Linked DNA regions of Mus musculus: region 2 is linked to region 1. The links are chromatin contacts, called in public HiCAR-type maps. All regions are on one chromosome and are shown on one strand. Each heading gives the region's core, a stretch centred on a gene start, on an enhancer-like site or on the middle of the called end of the contact. The rest is flanking DNA. Distances are from core to core; before and after follow the strand shown.

What was found. HiCAR-type assays count read pairs that join an accessible place to other places.
Region 2: a HiCAR-type map of astrocytes shows a contact between it and region 1, with 2.3 times the contacts expected there. The contact joins two enhancer-like sites. A contact is called at or near these places in 5 of 39 promoter capture datasets (the C10 cell line, hippocampal neurons, liver and 2 more), 1 of 484 Hi-C or Micro-C datasets (memory CD8 T cells), 11 of 115 datasets of contacts at active chromatin or transcription factors (the SCID.adh cell line, astrocytes, embryonic brain and 6 more) and 3 of 9 other capture datasets (embryonic stem cells, liver and pancreatic islet).

Annotation. Positions count from the first base shown.
Region 1 is chr4:106,777,313-106,783,060 of GRCm38.p6, forward strand. All of the region lies in intron 1 of Acot11 (acyl-CoA thioesterase 11), which reads right to left. Among named protein-coding and RNA genes, the nearest start is that of Acot11, 20 kb to the right of the region's middle. Within about 2 kb of position 1,364, at least 153 of the 459 cell types and tissues checked have an H3K27ac peak or open chromatin away from gene starts, as enhancers often do. A contact at or near this core is called in astrocytes and stem cell-derived neural progenitor cells, where this site is marked.
Region 2 is chr4:107,242,479-107,248,005 of GRCm38.p6, forward strand. It overlaps Lrrc42 (leucine rich repeat containing 42), which reads right to left. Exons shown (of 8, transcript NM_029985.2): 2 at 4,816-5,302; 3 at 730-861. The coding sequence starts at 5,288. Among named protein-coding and RNA genes, the nearest start is that of Lrrc42, 8.3 kb to the right of the region's middle. Within about 2 kb of position 1,978, at least 39 of the 459 cell types and tissues checked have an H3K27ac peak or open chromatin away from gene starts, as enhancers often do. A contact at or near this core is called in astrocytes and stem cell-derived neural progenitor cells, where this site is marked.

The DNA of each region.
Region 1 (5,748 bases), core at 114-2,613:
TTCCCACATTATTCACAGGGTGAGAAGCTCGTAGAACATTCTAGACCAGTGATCTCAACCTTCCTAATGCTGCAACCCTTTAATACAGTTCCTCATATTATAGTGACCCCCCAACCACAAAATTATTTCAATGCTACTTCATAACTGTAATTTTGCTACTGTTATGAAATGTCATGTAAATATCTGATATGCAGGACATCTGATATTTGACCCCTGTGAGAGGGTTGGTGGAACCCCAAAGGGGTCATGACCCACGGGTGAGAACAGCTATTCTAGACAGAAGCCCTGAGAGAGCTGAGGAAATGCAGGAGGCTGGAGGCAGAGGATAGATGGGAAAACAAAAGAAGCCCCTGTGGGGAACACAGCAAAGACCCATATGCCCACACGGTATCCTGAATTACCACATCCTTGGTCACACAGGATGCTTACCAGGAATGCAGAGATCAGGGATCATGGCCCATCTCACAGATGAAGAAACTGAGAACAGCTAAGCCCGGGCCAGTAGTCAGCACTTGGGATCCAGACTCCCCTGCTCCTCTGCTTCAATCCTGAGACACACACACACACACACACACACACACACACACACACACACACACACACACACACAGTGCTGGAGTGTGGCCATCCCTTCGGACTCCATAATGTCTAAAGACAGGACTAATGACATTGTGGCTCTTTTCGTTCATTCATTCAATCAATCAATCAATCAATCATTCATTTGACAAGCACCTCTTCTGCATACTGGGCCCTAAGTCAAATGCCAAGGACACAAGATGCATTGAGCCTATATACAGTAAGACCTCAGCCAAGAGACAAACAGGACCAGACTTAAGTACAAATCCCATCCTGTCCCCCAGACACTGCGATTTCAAAGAAAGGCCCTTCCTTCCCTGAGCCAAGCCCTAGATCTAAGATTCTGGGTTCTAGCCTGAGTTCTGACCTGCCTAGTTTCCAGTGAAAAGCCATGGGGGTCATCACCCTGTGAAACAGAAATGCCACGCTTCGGTGAGCAGGGCTGAGTGCCTGCCTGAGGCAAGCAGAGGAACTTATTCCTATGTCCCCCTACTCTGCAAAAAGAAGTGTGCAGAACCCCAGGCTAATGCCCAGGCCACAGGATCGGGCCCTCCAATTACTATTGCATAAATGTCTCAGACTTTACTCTCTCCTTGAGCTCTGTGGTAATCTGCTCACTCCCAGAGCCAAGATGGGCAGCCAGCCAGCAGGAGGCAGGAATGTGTACAGCCAGGAAAGCTTTAGCCAATGGGGACATTAGAGCATGGCCACTCCTCCCAAGACTGCAGAAGCCTGGGATGAAGTCAGAGCCAGGCAAGCAGGGCCAAGACAGCTGACAGGGAGGGAGGGCGGGCATGTAGAGGTCAGAGCCAGGCCTTCCCTGACTACAGCTATGCCAGACACTGGCCCCAGGTCACCCAAACCTGGCCAGATTTTAGTCCTGACCCCAGCTGACCATGCCATGGACTTGGTTGGTTTCCATCCTCCTGGCCTGTGTCGCCCCACTGGGTCAGAGCAGAAGAGACCTCATTGCCCAAACCCTCTACAGTGAGATTTGAGACACTAAGGCTGCCCAGTGATACCCAGATGAGGAGCCAATAGAAACCTTCAGGAGCCAGGGTTGCTGCTAAGCAACCTAACGGCTTCCCCTCTATTTCCTCCATGGTCCAAGTAGCCAAGTCTTGGTGATCTCAACTCCTCCAGTCCTGCCCACCATCTGCCCACTCTGGGCCCTGTATGTCTAACTGTACATGTTTCCACAGCCTGACCTCAGGCCCCCACGCTCTACTGGCCATTCTCAGACTCCACTTAAAGCCCACAACCACAGCCACTTGCTGTGCCTTGCCTTCCAGGGAGACCTAATCAGATCTTCACAACGTCCCTGCCACAGGTCTTCTTGTGGCACTCTGCCCTTCCTAAAGAGCAGTCCCCACCAGGCACATTCCTCACTCAAGACTATCGGATGCAGAGGGAAGACAGGAGACAGATGCTGTTGGGTGCCTGAAGGCCAAGCCAAGGGGGTTCCTTTTAGTCCTGAAAAGCCCTGCAGAAAGGAACGCCCTACAGTGGTTAGTGGGGACAGGAAACCCAGAGTTTATGGGACCACTCTGCAGAAGCAGTCCTATGGCAAGGGACTATCCTGAAGGGAGTCACTGGCTTAGGAACCCTTGAAGTAACTCATCATGAAACAAGTGCTGGGGCCCCTTGGCTTAGGCTCGAGTGCAGTTATATTTTGAACCTGTACAATCTCAGGCAAGCTGTTCAAACTCAGTTTCCTTGCCCATAGAAAGAGGATCGATCCTAAGCCAGGCCTGGTGACACACACCTCTGATCCTATCACTGGGAGGCAGAAGCAGACAAATCTCTATGAGTTCAAGGCCAACCTGGTTTACATAGCAAGTTCCAGGGCATCCAAGTCTACATAGAGAGACCCTGTCTCAAAACAACAACAACAAAGATTATAATACCTGCCTCCAAGGGTTATCAAAGGGATGGCACTAAGGAGATCAAGCATGAAACACCCCTGGCATCCTCCATCCATGGAGGACATTTGTTGAGCACTTACTTTTAGCACTATGAAACTAAGTCAGATGCTGTCCTTTCTACCACGAAGATAGCAGGGCCACAGGGCAACCCAGGGCAGGGGTTAGGAGATTGTTATCATCTCCTCCAGGAGGGAGGCTGGGAGAATCTAAAACACCAGCGATCTGTGGTCCCCTGAACCACAAGGCAGAGCTTCAATCCCTGACACAGTCTACAGTCAAGAGTTCTTCCCTGCCCTCCCCTCCCCCATCCTGTCTCTGCCAAGGCCCCATGGAGAGCTATAATGGCATCCCACAAGGAGGTGGGAAGAGAGCCCTCTGGCCCACCCTGGGAGCCACAGGCAGGCCCCATGAAAGGCCTCATTGTCTGAAACCGGCCGCACTGAGCCATGTAATGATGTTGCCTAAACTGGATACAAAGGAGGCCATGGCCCCAGCCTCTCAGAGATCCCAGCTACACACACACACACACACACACACACACACACACAGAAAGAGAGAGAGAAGAACGCACATACACACCCCACAGAACACAGATTGAGAGCAAGAATGCAAACAAATCAAGTTAAGAAACCAGGAGGTAAGGTCCTCCCATCAGACCAGGCAAAAGTGAGTATTGTGGTTTCCAATCCCAAAAGAGGGATTCGAAGGAAGGAGCCCAGAGGACAGTTCCTCCAGGCTTCCTACGGTCTAGACCACCAGGCTTCAATGTTATCTGTACCCAGGAGCCAAGCAAGCATCTAGACTTCTTGCTAGCACTACATGTTTCAAGTCTGGGAAGGGTAGAGAAGTTAACCAGTGCTTTTTGGTCAAGCACTTCCTCCATGCCAGCTTAAGTGTCAGGGCCCGAGTTAGGTGTTCCCATATTGTCATTATCTTCCCTGCACAGCATCCACCTCTACTGACAAACAAAGCACGGAGGAGAAAAGGCACACGGCTTCTGCATGGTGGCTCTTCAGTCATCCCAAGCCCAACAGCGAAGACCATGGGTAGCTCTCCCCAGCATTTCTGCAAGCCCTAGATGTAAGAAGGGCAGAAACTCAGAGAAGTGAAGAAAATGACCTCCAAGTCACACAGTCAGTGACAGATGAAAGAACAAAGCCTCGGGCCCTGGGTCCCCCACGAGAGGCTGACAGGAGCTGATCGGACTGCTACATGTGCAGGCATTGGGTTTGCCTTACTTCTGAGCTCTTACTGGGCTTCTTGGGGTGGAGAGGGGGAGAAAGACCTGAACTCAATATGGAGAAGAAGGAAAGGAAGGCTAGGATAGGGACAAGCACTCTCTTTCTGCCCCTCCGATCCCAGCCTCAGGTGCTGTCTCCAGCCCTGCCACTTGGCCTCCTGGAGCTGAATATAAATGCCTTTCCCGGCACATCAACCCCATGAGACCTGAACGGGCCACTCTCATCTCAGTTTCTATATCTGCCAAACGCCTAAGGCTAGTGAGCCCACTGGGATAGCTAAACCCAAAATCACAGGGAGGAGCTGGACATGGTGGAGTAGGCCTGTGATTCCAGCACTTTTGAGGCTGCTCTAGCAGGGAAATGACAAATTAGAGGCCAGCCTGGGATACACAGAGACACAGTGGTGGTCTGAATGAGAATGGCCCCATAAGCTTATATATTTGAATGTCTGTCCTGCGTAGTCATATTCTGCCCCCACCCACCCACAGTTGGTAGAACGATTTAGAAAGGACTAGGAGGTGTGGCCTTACTGGAGGAGGAAGTGTATCATTGGGGGTGGGCTTTGAGGTTTGAAAAGACTTCCCGCCATTCCACTAGCGCTCTCTTCTCTCTGCCTTCTACTTGCACGTAGGATGTAAGCGCCCAGCTACCTCTGCAGTGCTGTGCCTTCCTGACTGCTGTGAAGGTTCACACCATGATGGTCATGGACTCTCTCTCTCTGAAGCTGCAAGCAAAGCCCTCAGTTAAAAGATGTCTTGAGTTCAATTTCCAGCAACCACATGGTGGCTCACAACCATCTGTAATGAGATCCTATGGCCCTCTTCTGGTGTGTCTGAAGACAGCATACAGTGTACTTACATACATTAAATAAATCTTTTTTTTTAAAGATGCTCTGGACATGTTTTTGTTTTTTGTTACTGCAACAGAAAAGTAAGTTAGACAGACACTGTCTCAGAAAACAATGAAATCATGGGAAATAAATAAGCACTGGTCAGGCTATGGAGACAGCCCTTTAGTGTCTGTTCCCTGGCCAGGCTATGCAGACGGCCCCTTAGTGTCCAGGCAGCAACACAGAAGGCTTGAACACCCGTGAAAGGTGTCACCTCAGAAAAGAAAGTTGAATAGAGGGTCTGGAGACATTGGTCAGTAGTGAGGAGTGTGATGGTCTTGCAGAAGGCCAGAGCTCTGTTCCCAGCATCACTTCAGAAGACTCACAATGGCGTGTAACTTCTGCTCCAGAGATTCTGCCCCCCTCCCCTGATCTCCATGAGCAGTCACATATGCACAAACCTACATGTGCACATAAAATACTTTTTAAAATTAAACAGAAGGGCTGGTGAGATGGCTCAGTGGGTAAGAGCACCCGACTGCTCTTCCAAAGGTCAGGAGTTCAAATCCCAGCAACCACATGGTGGCTTATAACCATCCGTAACAAGATCTGACTCCCTCTTCTGGAGTGTCTGAAGACAGCTAGAGTGTACTTACATATAATAAATAAATAAATAAATAAATATTAAACAGAAACACCTCACGTCTGAGCCCTTATCCTCCTAGGGTAGTCCCTTTTTTTTTTTTTTAATTTTTAAAGAAATCAAAATAGGTCCTCAAAATATACAGGTATACCAGCTTCTAGTTCAGTTAGAGACCCTGTCTCAACAAATACGGTAGAAGACAATATAAGGAAGACACACAGCATTGACTTCTGCCCCAGTCACCTGCACACAGACACACAGGAACCCATGTACATGCACACTCACGAATACAGCCGGAGGACCAGAAGGCAGAGCGTGCCATCATGACACCTGGCACGTGGCTCCATGGCCTCACTTTCTCACGTTTCAAATGGCCCTTGGCCAAACTGTCTTCAAGACTTTCCAGCCCCGAAAGGCTCCCTGCAGGAAGAACTGCTTTAAAGGCCTCCAAGGCACAGCCACCTCCCCTCAGCACTGTTCTCCATGATGACACCATTATTTAACTGTGGGAATGTTAAAGAAAAAAGACACACA
Region 2 (5,527 bases), core at 728-3,227, 470 kb after region 1:
GGTGGTGCATGCCTTTAATCCCAGCACTTAGGAGGCAGAGGCTGGCGGATTTCTGAGTTCAAGGCCAGCCTGGTCTACAGAGTGAGTTCCAGGACAGCCAGGGCTACACAGAGAAACCCTGTCTTGAAAAAACAAACCAAAGCCGGGCGTGGTGGCACACGCCTTTAATCCCAGCACTCGGGAGGCAGAGGCAGGCGGATTTATGAGTTCGAGGCCAACCTGGTCAACAAAGTGAGTTCCAGGACAGCCAGGACTATACAGAGAAACCCTGTCTCGAAAAAAAAAAAAACAAAAACAAACAAACCAAAACCAAAAAAAATAAGGTTATTTAGAAAAGAGAACAAATAAATTATCTTTCCTAAGAGCTTTCCAATCTATACTGCTATACCAAATGAACAAAAGTTGAAAGTGTTTTTAGAAAAAAAATTTTAGTAAATAATACAGGAAAGTAAGTGACATTCCTTAAAATGATTCTACTGGACTGTTCTTTTAAAAATACGACAGGGCCTGGAGGATGGCTCAGCAGTTAGGAGCACTGGATGCTCTTCTAGAGGGCCCAGGTTCAATTCCCAGCACCCACACAAAAGCTTACAAAGCTCTGTAACTCCTGTTTCAGGGGATCTGACACCCTCACAGATATACATGCAGTCAAACCATCTCTGTACATAAGATAAAAATCAGTAAATCAGTAAATCAACAAGATGTTTCCAAGCAACAATGGGCTGGTACCTGGACAGAGCTTCATTGGTGAGGTGTTCTAGAAGCTCATGCTCATCTCCAAGCCAGCAACAGGAGAGGTCTAGACGGGTCAGCTCCCGGAAAGACTTGATCTCTTCAAGCTTTTCTGCAACCACCAAATACCTGTGCGGTGTGCAGAGCAATCAATAGCTTGTCATCTTCTTTTCAAACTTTAAGGTTGTGACTTTGTGTCACAGACAACATGACATTATTCCAAAGGGCCAAAAATAAGCACATAACACTGATTCTATCACATGTAAATACCTCAAAAAAACCCTTTGTATAAGATGATAGAATCAACACCAACAAACAGAAGAGTCTGAGCAAAGGCAAGTCAATTAAAAATCCTGTCTGTCATTAATCAGACCTTGGCGGTAGCTGGGCTTTACCTGGGGATTTCCAAACTTACACACTGTCTCTCTCTTTTTTTTTTTTTTTTTTTTTTTGCTTTTTTCCTTTTTTGAGGAAGGGCCTTACTCTGTAGTCTAGGCTGGACTTGATTAAAAGTCTCCTGTTTCAATTACAAGCATGAGCCCACACTCTAATCTGCATATACTAAAAGGTATTTAAAAAACCACCTAGCACATCGCATTTTCTCTTTCTACTGAAGCTCAAGCCTGAGCACCCGTCCACACCACTGGCTCTGTTGCCCTAACTACCCTGAAAGTATGCTACAGCATGACTCTCATTTAGATGCTTATTAAGGCAAACTATGAACATAAGTGACTTAATTACACTGGAGCACCTTGCCAAGCTGTTATCAGGAAGCATCAGGGAGGCCTCTGGAGAGGAACAGATCAAAATGACATTCCACAGCCTGGCTGGGCTCTGCTCTGCCTTCTACTTGTTCATCTATTTCTAATGAGGTCAACAGGAAAACATGAAAGGGATTAGGTGTGAGCGAACAGGAGAGAAGAGGTTCCTAGGATACTAGGGAGGCCTGACAGTGGCCAGAGCATCCACTTCTCATCCACTTTCCTCTGGAAGCCTGGGATGTCTGCAGCAGAAGAATGTGCTGGGATTAGTGAGAGCACAGCTCTCTTACTCTGCAGGAGTTTAACGGTCAAAAAAAGGATGGCTAATCAGAAGGGAAGAATGGCGGAGCTCTTTCCTTCCTATAACCAAATGAAATTATTACTGTTAAAGCGACAACTTGCCTACTAGGTAAGTGGGCTGAGGTGCTGGGACTCTTTTTAAATGGAAAAGTTTAAACTGCCTGGAGACAGAGCTCAGCTGGGTACATGAGTAAACATAACTTACCCAGACTATTGTAGCTGCACTGAAAATAAAGCTGCTTTCTACCTTCTGATCTCAGTTCTGAAGTGTTAGTGGGGATTTAGGGGGTTACTGGCAATTAGAGAAAGGAAAACACACATCCTTTGATCAATTACCAAAGAATTTTTAGTAACTCTGAAATTAAGTTGAAGAACATAATACTGTGTGATGTGATTAAAAAACATCACGGAACTCAAGGCTGAGGACTGGCACAGACAGTACTAGATGCTAATCTAGGGCACAAGGCTGAGGCAGGTAGAGTGGCAGCTCCCAATGATTCAAGCCTGACAACCTGAGGTTGACAGCTCACATAAAGTGGGGAGAGAGAGCTGTCTCCTCTCACTCCCTCCCCCACCTGTCTCTGTCTCTGCTGCTTCTCCCACAATAAAATAAAAAGAATTCAATCTCAGGTCTGATTTGCACTAAAATATCTGTGTGTATTCTGTTGTTTCTTTACCGTTTGGGTCTTCAGAGGTCATTTGGAAGACAAGCTGCAAAAAAGAATACACACTGCAAACTACTTCCCAGAAATGTTACACTCACGTATTGTTTTGTTACTGCAGCTGCTTACATTATTAATATGCTCATCAAATGTGAATTAAAGTGTTATTATCACAATCTAACCAATGAGACTATAGAATATTAGGGACAAACAGCATTTTCAAAAGCATGGGAACTCTTTAGACTGTAAAGATAATGGAGAAAGCAGGAAAGCAGAACACCAGCTGTAGAGCACGCAGTCTAATGAGGGAAAGTATGTTTTTGAACATCAATACTGTGGTAGAACTGTAAAGTTTTCATTTTAGTTTTATATATTCTCAAATATGGAGTCTTTATACATAATTCTGCTTTTCACCCCTCTAACTTGGAATAAAGTAAGGAGTGAGGCATGGCAAGGTTGCCCATGCCTATCATAGCACCCAGGAGGCTGAGCAGGAGTTTGACAGTATAAGGCCAACCTGAGCTAGTACAAGATCCTACCAAGGAAGGAAGAAGGGAGGTGGAGGGATAAAATGTTAAATAAACTGGCTTTGTCATTCAGCAAGATAAGTGTTTTCCTTTCATTGGCAGCAATCCCATGTAGGCTACAGCACACATAATTTTCAGGAAATGCCTGCTTTGTGCAAGTCCAAGGTTCTGCTCGGTGTCCTCTGGCCTAATCCTTTTAAAGCAACATATGCAACCTGACCTGGGGTGAATTCATTAACTCCACAAACCAATTAAATAAAGACTAGTTACGCTTTTCTTCCTGTTTTATGAGTTTTATATTTTCTGTTATTGCTTTCTCTTTTATAGTATACATCTTGTTTGGCCTCTCTTTTTTTTGGGGGGGGGGTTCTCTGTAGCCCTGGATGTACTGGAACTCACTCTGTAGAGCAGGCTGGCCTCACACTCAGATCCACCTACCTCTGCCTGAGTACTAGGATTAAAGGCGTGCTGTTGGCTTCATTTTATAGGTTGTATTTATTATTCATCTGAACGGTAAACTGGTGGGTTGGGGAATGTGGCTCAGAGAGAACACTATCCTAGTATTATTAGGTCCTGGATTGGATCTTCAGTATCACACACACAAAAAATGAATTAATGCAAAACTGCCTTTTAATCATAAAAAAGTTCAGGTGGTACATTATAAAATTAAGTCTACAATATTGATTACAAATGATTTTCAAATTGTGTGTACAAAGAAAGGTTCGTAGTATATAAAACATGTAGGCATCCACACTGCCAGTTTGACAAACTGGAAAGCCACAGAGATGTAAATGTTCAAAGTATCTCTGGAATGAGAAAAAAAAGTGGTTGGGCTCTGGGAAAGGAAACAGGAGGTTTGAACTGTTTGCCAGGGTCATTTTTACTTTTTTAAAAGTAGTAGATGTTCTCAAAGTTTTCTTAAATGATAATGAAATAATTATTTTAAATAAATACAAAAAGTGCATGAGCAAAGGCAAATGAGTAACAAGGAAAAGTCTGCTCTGTGAGGAGACACGCTGGGGTGCTGGGGACTTCTCTGAGCATTTCCAAACTTCAGGATGTTTGAAATTTTAATCATGCATTTTAAAAATGTTACCTTTTAATCTAACAGTCAATATCTAGTGTTCTTAAAACTGAAACAGGACCAAGAATTCTGAGTACTAATCTTAACATTCCCAAGGCTATATCAAGAGATATTTGGCAGGTCATAAATTTCCTGTATTCTCTTACGAGTGAAAAGAGCTCCAAGGGAGCAAGACGGTATATGCCTATACCTAAAAGTTGAGGGGGAGAACAGAACAGTTTGTGTCCTTTTTGTTTGTTTGTTTTTGTTTGAGATAGCATTTCTCTGTGTAGCCCTGGCTGTCCTGGAAATTGTTCTGTAGACCAGGCTGGCCTCAAACTCAGAGATCCACCTGCCTCTGTCTCCCGAGTGCTGAGATTAAAGGTGTGGACTACCATCACCTGGTGAGCCTAGTTGTTCTCTACCAGCCTGGGCAATATTGCAAGACCATATCTCAAAGGGAAAAAGAGAGAAGTTGGTTGCCAAGTATTTTTATCTATTGGAAAAGCGGCGGTAGCCAAGCTAATCCTTACAGAACATTTTCAAAATAATGCTAAATATTGTCTATGAGATGAAGAGAGAAAAAGTTACTGATCCCCCTCCTGCTTCCCTAGCCCCCCTCAAAATGACCTGTACTTTAAATGTGTAAGTTCAAAATTGAAAGTACTATCTGATGGTAGAGCTTATGAGCCCACTAAGGCCCGGGGCTTGACAGGCTAAACATCCACTCAAGTACTCACTAGCTAACGAGAGAGAATACTACCACCCACCTGTTTCGCAAGCACAGCGAGCACAGCACCAGACTCCCGTAGGCCTCAGTGAACTTCTGTAACGCCCTGAGCCCTGCCCCTGGCTCTGTGAATTTCTGTCTGGCTTCAGCAGCAGAGAACAGCTTCTCAGCGATCTGCTCAGGAAAGCCGATGAGGGAATCAATGTGATCAACATTGTCGGAGATGAAGCCCAGCACCAGACTGAAGAGGGACTTAGCAGAGTATCGCAGATTCCCCTCTCGGGTGTACGTGAAGATAAAGTGATCGGTCTTCTCTTTCTGTGCAGTGTCGTCTTCCCTGTTCATGCACAGCTCCACGGAAAAGCCTTTGGGAAAGAGTCTGAATGGTCGTGGCTTCTGCAGGCTGTTTTTAACACCATCCAGAGCCAGGTTGACCATGTGTAGCTGCCCATTTTCTCGAACATAGATGGGCCCTGGATCCAGGTGGGCTTCTGAGTTGAGGTAGTAAGCCATTGCCTTGGTTGCAACTGTAAAAGCAAGGTGTGTGGAGGCAAATCCAATTAGAATGTCATCTGCAGCTTCACCTTGCTGTGCCCACAGCTTTATGATCCTACCACTACCAGGAAAGCAAGACTCACCAGTTGCTGAGAACTTTGTCACTATGAGGCTGTTCTACTGTTTTTACCTGAAGTGCCTCTTTTGCATTTTTCTCACCTATTTAGTAATCTACTCATCTTTCAGAACTTTGAGCT